Linked DNA regions of Hordeum vulgare: region 1 is linked to region 2. A link is a contact called in public Hi-C data. All regions are on one chromosome and are shown on one strand. The core of a region is the stretch at or near the end of the contact, and the rest is flanking DNA. Distances in the headings are between cores, read along the strand shown.

The links. Hi-C and Micro-C count contacts between places; a contact is called where the count stands out from the background.
Region 1: a contact with region 2 is called in a Hi-C map of leaf, with 3 times the contacts expected there. The contact joins two enhancer-like sites. A contact is called at or near these places in 2 of 6 Hi-C or Micro-C datasets (leaf and seedling).

What each region holds. Positions count from the first base shown.
Region 1 is chr5H:460,115,218-460,118,608 of MorexV3_pseudomolecules_assembly, forward strand. No RefSeq gene overlaps it. Among protein-coding and RNA genes, the nearest start is that of LOC123399456, 62 kb to the right of the region's middle. Within about 2 kb of position 1,349, at least 1 of the 3 cell types and tissues checked has open chromatin away from gene starts, as enhancers often do. A contact at or near this core is called in leaf, where this site is marked.
Region 2 is chr5H:459,455,494-459,458,580 of MorexV3_pseudomolecules_assembly, forward strand. No RefSeq gene overlaps it. Among protein-coding and RNA genes, the nearest start is that of LOC123398640, 11 kb to the left of the region's middle. Within about 2 kb of position 1,653, at least 3 of the 3 cell types and tissues checked have open chromatin away from gene starts, as enhancers often do. A contact at or near this core is called in leaf, where this site is marked.

The sequences.
Region 1 (3,391 bases), core at 99-2,598, 660 kb after region 2:
TATAAACCACACACCGTAATGGGTTATCCATGTCACTGTTTCTATCCCATGCTATCCTGCATACCCTAGTTGTCGATCCTATGCTGTACTGCATACTCGCGAGTGGCTGGAGTTGGCACACGGCGACGCACTACCTGTGGTCAGTGCCTCGGTGGTCGTGTGGAGTCGGCGGCACGACCAAATCCATATCTCCTCCATCCGGCCACCATTTCGCAACGCCGAGAGCAGATGCGTGCAACTCCGGCTTCCAGTGTGTACACGCCATCTTCGATCCGAATCTCCTCCGGAATTTCAACGCGCGCCCGCACAGGTCGCCGGCGGTCGAGCTCGCCGCCGAAACAGGGAGTCCACGCCGCACTCGCAGCCACACATACATAACCTCCCCGCATCGGTCGAACGGCTGCAGTTATATGATGGACGGATAAAACCTGACATTTTATCATTATCTGGATGAAAACACGGATATTTGAACTGGTTTTCGCAGAATTTTAATTTAAAAAGACCACTAGCCGAATATTACTGTTAAAAAAGACCACACGCGATACGAAATACGAGAAGAGACCCCCATTTTTCGTGACGGCAGACACGCGAGGTGACGCGTGGCACCTGCCGTCACGGGCCGAGACGGCTGGGCCCCGCCGTCACCCGGCCGGGCAGGTGGCACCTGCCGCCAGCACTCGAGGCGGCAGGCTGCCCATGCTCGCGTACATGCATGCCTCAATCGCTGGCTGCCCATCACGGCCATGCATGCTCAAATTGTACGCCATGCACATCATCTGGCCGGTCGCCTCAAGCGCTGGCGGCAGATGCCACCTGCCCGGCCGGGCGCCTCGCCGGGTGGCAGCGGGGCCTAGCCGCCTCGGCCCGTGGCGGCAGGTGTCACGCGTCACCCGGCGCGCCTGCCGCCACGAAAAATGAAGGTCTCTTCTCGCATTTCATACCACATGGTTTTTTTTAACAATAACATTCGGCTAATGATTTTTTTTTTTGACAAAAATTCGTTTTCGCATGCCAAATACGGCGGTGTCCGGGCTCCCCAGAACTCCCAAAAGAAGGAAGAGATAGGCGCGCCACAATGGCGGGCAACAAAAATCCCGAGATTTGTGAAGGAGCATCTGTCCCTGTGTGGTGGCGCGGAGAGGCGTGAGCGGGTTTGGGGCCGCACGGGGCCGTGCCGCTACGTCCTGGCCTGGATGCCGTGGCTAGCAGCTAGCTCCGGCTCCCGGACGAGAACGACGCGCGCCGTGCTCCGGTGATCACAGTCATTTTCGTCTCCTCGGTGCGCTGTGTGTGTTCGCTCGATTAGCAGGATGAAACGTGGGGATCGCAGGACAAATCTTCTTATCCTCTTTTCTGCTTACGGGGTCCAAAGATTTTAGCTCGCGTTCCGCACCACGTAGGAGGCATCGCGTCGCTCTTGGTTGGAGCTGCCGCTCGCGATGACGACTCGGAGTCGCCATCCGAGGGGATCCGTCCGACGAGGATGCCGCACGCGCGAGGATCGACCCTTGTGTGTGTGTCTCGTCCGTATAGCCCAAGCATCGCTGTGGCGCGTCCTGTCTTGTGGGGGTGCGTGAATATCCAGGTCACTACCCTCCGCGGACGTACCCAATTAGTGACGGACCCGAACGTGTTCCGCGCAACCACACTTTTCATTTTTCTTCTTTATATATGTCCGATTACTTGTACATGATTGATGAAGAGGTAAAAAGAGATAGAAAAAATGAATAAAAAAATGGTCCAAGGTGCGGTTGCGTCCTACGTGACGGACTGATCCGACGCGTCCGGACGTGTCCGCAAGCTCTCATATCCTTCCCATATTTCAGATGGATATGAGGGTTTGTGGACAACATTGACGTATAGAAATGATATGGAGAGTCCAATTAAATCATTTTTTTCTCTCTTCTGTCCACTCATTAACCGGACGCGTTTGCATGCAGACATACCAGAGATCATTTGAGAAGTCCGGCTGTAGATACTCTTACATAGAAGTTAAATCGAGAAAGGCGACTGAATTTGGCAAGAGATCATGCGCCGGCTTGACAGGCTTACGCGTGAGGTGTTTTTTTTATGAACGGGTGCTTGCAGTACGACGTTTTAGGTCACTTACAATGTGTTTGGTTGGGGTAATTGAAGTTAGGAAATGAGAATTTAAGGGGTATGAGATTTTAAGTCTACTGTTTAGTTAGAGGGATTGAAAATTCATAAGGAAACAATCATGGGACTTGATATTTCATTTCCTATCATTTTATTAATAGAGGAAGGCGTGTGAGTTGGAAGGAAATTTTGTTAATGGGTCAATTTTGATCCTTCATTATGACTTGTGTTAACTTTTCTTATCTATTCCATCGTCAATTGCCACAAACTAAACAAGTGAATGTAGTTTTTTCTAAAATTCTCTCACATAATTCCTATCATGCGTCAAACAAGGAATTGAGAATAAAACGATTCATCCTATGTTCAATCTCAATACAACTCTAAACTCTTATGTCCAGGAAGTGTGGACGGTTTTAATCAGGTCTTCTTTCCTGAGATGAAGAAATCAAAATTTTATGGAGCCCCCCTCTGTGACGCCAACATGTATCAAAAGGATCTTGATCGTGCATTCTTCGATAACGTGTGGAATCACAGGCTTTCAAAAACGTCCCTCGCTTCGCTCCCCCGCACCACTCCCGATCACGTCCCGCTCCTTGTCTCTGTGTCCACCAAAAATCCGCCCCATCCGCTTTTTCTTTGAGAATGCGTGGCTTCTTGACCCTGCTTTCCTTCCCACCACTCTCCCATCTTGCGCTGGTTCGGTCCGTTGCACGGGCACTACTGGGGTTCTCGTCGCTCGCAAGAAAGCTTTCAGGTTTGCGTCCAAGGTTTGAAAAAAGTAACACGTGTCCATCTCTTCTTTCAATAATTACCGCAGGTTCCTGATTGATCTGTTTGATTTCTACGAAGAATATCGTGCTTTATCCACACATGAGGCGGTCCTTCGCCGCGATGCAAGGCATGCCCTGGCTGCCTCCATCCGGAGGCAATGCATGCACCAGCGGCAGCGCGGCAAGTACAGGGTTTTGTGTGACGGCGACGAGAACACACACTTCTTCCATGCCCCCGCCTCGCATCGATGTCGACGGAACACCATGAGCACGGTGGAAGTCGAAGGGGTGCATGTGCTGGACCATACAGGGAAGGCCGTGGCACTGCTGGTCTACTACTCCCAGCTATTGGGCCGATCCAGCCGGCCCGTCTGGCGCTTCGACGTGGCAATGATGTATGCCAACGCCAGTCATGTGGATGGGGCACCATTGGTGGCACTCTTCGAGTGGGACGAAATCAAAGCGTACGTTGACGCGTTCGACCACACCAGTGCGCGAGGTCCCGATGGGATCGGGACTGCCTT
Region 2 (3,087 bases), core at 403-2,902:
GACCTAGCATTTACGGCTAAATGGACCGGCCTAGTGCGAGGATGCCGTTTTTTCTTTCAGTTGTTTTGTTCTTTATTTACCATGGTTTTCTTTGTCGTTTTACCGTTGGTTGTTACTCTTTTGGTTTTCATTCTTTGTGTGCTAGGCCATGTCTGGTTCATTTACTCCCTAACTTTCCTTTTCTTTCAAAGAAAAACATTCTATTAGAGCATGTCAGTTTATAAGCAGGCAATGAATAATTTTGAACATTTCCAAACATGCAATTAAACTTTTTAACACATAATAAATAATTTTTAATGTATGCTGATGGCACATTCATAAAAAAATGCGGGGAACCTTGAGCGCAGATAGAACCTATTCTAGAAACGGGTGCACGCACTCCACCAACATGGGCTTGGACCATTTAGATTTCCTTTAGTTCATAGGGTAGGAAACTTAGAGGAATAGAAAAGTCATAAGAAATAAGATTATATGTATCTTAAATCCTATGAATAGGAATAGTGAAGGAGATGCCCTTTAATCCACACCATAGTTTTTTTATTAAATCTATGCTAATTTTTATTTTTATATAAATTGTGGAGGGTAGGAAGAATTCCTCCACAGGAGTAGTATTTCATTCCTATAAACCAAAGGGCTCTAAAGAAAAAAAAAGATAGAAATCCTACAAAATTTCTCCAAACCAATGGGATTTCTCCAAACCACAGGGGACTTACATTGTTTTTCTCATTTCCTCAGAACTTCAACAAGTGGCAATATGTGGGATTCAATGAACTCACACTTCATAACTAACCGGGATAACCACTTGGGACACATCCTTCCATGGCTGACATATGTTTTTCCTTCTTTGTTATATGTCACCTCGTAACACTAAAAAGGTGACTCTGGTTTTTCTTTGGCTGAATTTCTTTCGTTTTCACTCAGTTTTTTTGGTGTGTGGACTTACTTTAGGTTCATGAACATTTTTTTCTAAATTTATGAATATTTTTCAAAATCAATGAACTTTCTTCAAAAATAGATGAACTTTGGTTACAAATTTGCAAACTTTTCTTCAAATCATCGAACTTTTTTTTTTTAAATTGATGAGCTTTTTTCAAGTGCGTAAACTATTTTGTCCGTGATATTTTTCAAATTCGCTAACTTACACCAAATTTCATGCAATTATTAAGAATTTCATGATTTTTTTCAAAATTCCTGAACTTTTGTCATGTTCATGATTTTTCCTAATGCATGAACTTTTCTCAAATTCACGAGCATTTTTCATTTCCATGAGATTTTTTCAATTTCTATAACCTTTTTTTCAAATTGGTGGCCTTTTTTTAAATTAGTATTTGTTTACAATAGTTTTTAGAAATACATTTTTTTATTTATGCTCTAGCTTTAAATAAATTATGTTGGGTATATGATTGTATATGTTAACTGAAGCACGGGTCAAATGGTACTGTTTCCTGATAGTGGACAACTAAATGAGCACGACCTAGTGGTTATTGGCTACGACCATCTATATTGTCGTGTCCGGTTCCAATCCTGCTACTTCCCTAATTGATAATTGGCGAGATTGATTTTTTTAGCTAGTGATTAGATTTCGTTTTCTAGAGCAAGTCAATGGGCTGGCCCGCTACGAGTTGCCTATGAGCTCTAGCAATGCTAACCAGTAACCACCGCTAAGAGTGCCGAAGAGGAGGTACCCGGCGACTATATCTCACATCAAGCGAGATGATAGGATGTCTCGCTGAAGGGGTCGGCCCATTTGCGCATAGTTAATAATGGAAAAAGATAGGAGAAAAGGGAGCGCACAGGGGATTAGATCCGGGTCTCCACATTAAGGGCAAGCGTGGCTAGCTACTGGGCTTGCCTTAACTTTCTGATGGGACGGGTTTTCCACGGTTTCTTCCGCTTTTTTCCTAGGTTTTTTTCGGGTTTTTCCCATTGTTTTTCTCTTTTTTATTTTTTTAAAAGTTGTGTTACTTTGCTTTTATTTATTTCTTTATTTTTCCGTTTTATTTTGTTCCTTCTCCGGGTTTTTCATTCAGTTTTGCATTTGTTTCTTACTTTTTTGATTTCTTTTTTTCCTTGGTTCATTTCGTTTCTTTTTCGATTTTAATTTTTTCGGCTTTCTTTGTTTATTTTGGTTTTCATTCTACTTTTTATATGTCAACAAAATTTTCTAATACCTTTAGAAAAAATCAAATACAAATTTAACATTTTTTAATTCATGGTCAACATTGTTTCTATACACATTGTAAACATTTTTCAAATGCTTCATTGACATTATTATAACACAAGGTTAACATTTGCTGAATAAATGGTAAACATTGTTCCTATACACACTTTTTAACTTTTTCAAATGCAGGATTTACATTTTTCAGATACAAGATCAACAATTTTCCTATGCACATTTAGCATTTTTGAAATGCTTGAATGATACTTTATAGATGCAATATTAATTTTTCGACACATGGTTATCATTGTTTCTAAACACATACAAAATTCAAATGCTTGATTAGTATTTTTGAAATACCTTTTCCACATTTTTCCGAAATTATTGATTAGTTTTTTTATGTGATCAATTTTTTCATGATTTTTTATACATGGTCAACATTTTTCTATGGACATTTAACATTTTTCAAGTACTTTCTCAATATTTTTTAAATGATTGATTACCATTTTTATGTACACGGCCATTTTTTTTGTGCACATTTCTCATTTTCTAAATGCTTGCTTAACATTTTGAAAACACTTGTTCAACCTTTTTTCAAATGCTTGATTAACTTTGTTTCAATACATGATCAATTATTTTTATACACATTTTACTTTATTGTATACATTTTTAGTGTTCATGATAAACATTCTCTCTATACACTTTTTACATTATTTAAAGCTTGATAAAAAAATTTCAATTGTCTTATGTAGGGTGATTTTTTCAATGTGTTTATTTAATATATTTTAAAGTATAAACCAAAGTAAAAAAAGAAAAAACATAAAAAACATAAAACAAGGCTATTGATTCCCGCGTGCCTGGATCGACCGAACTCGCGACACCCTTTAGTGAGGGTTTCCTGTTGAATGCAAGACATAGGGGCACCCGAG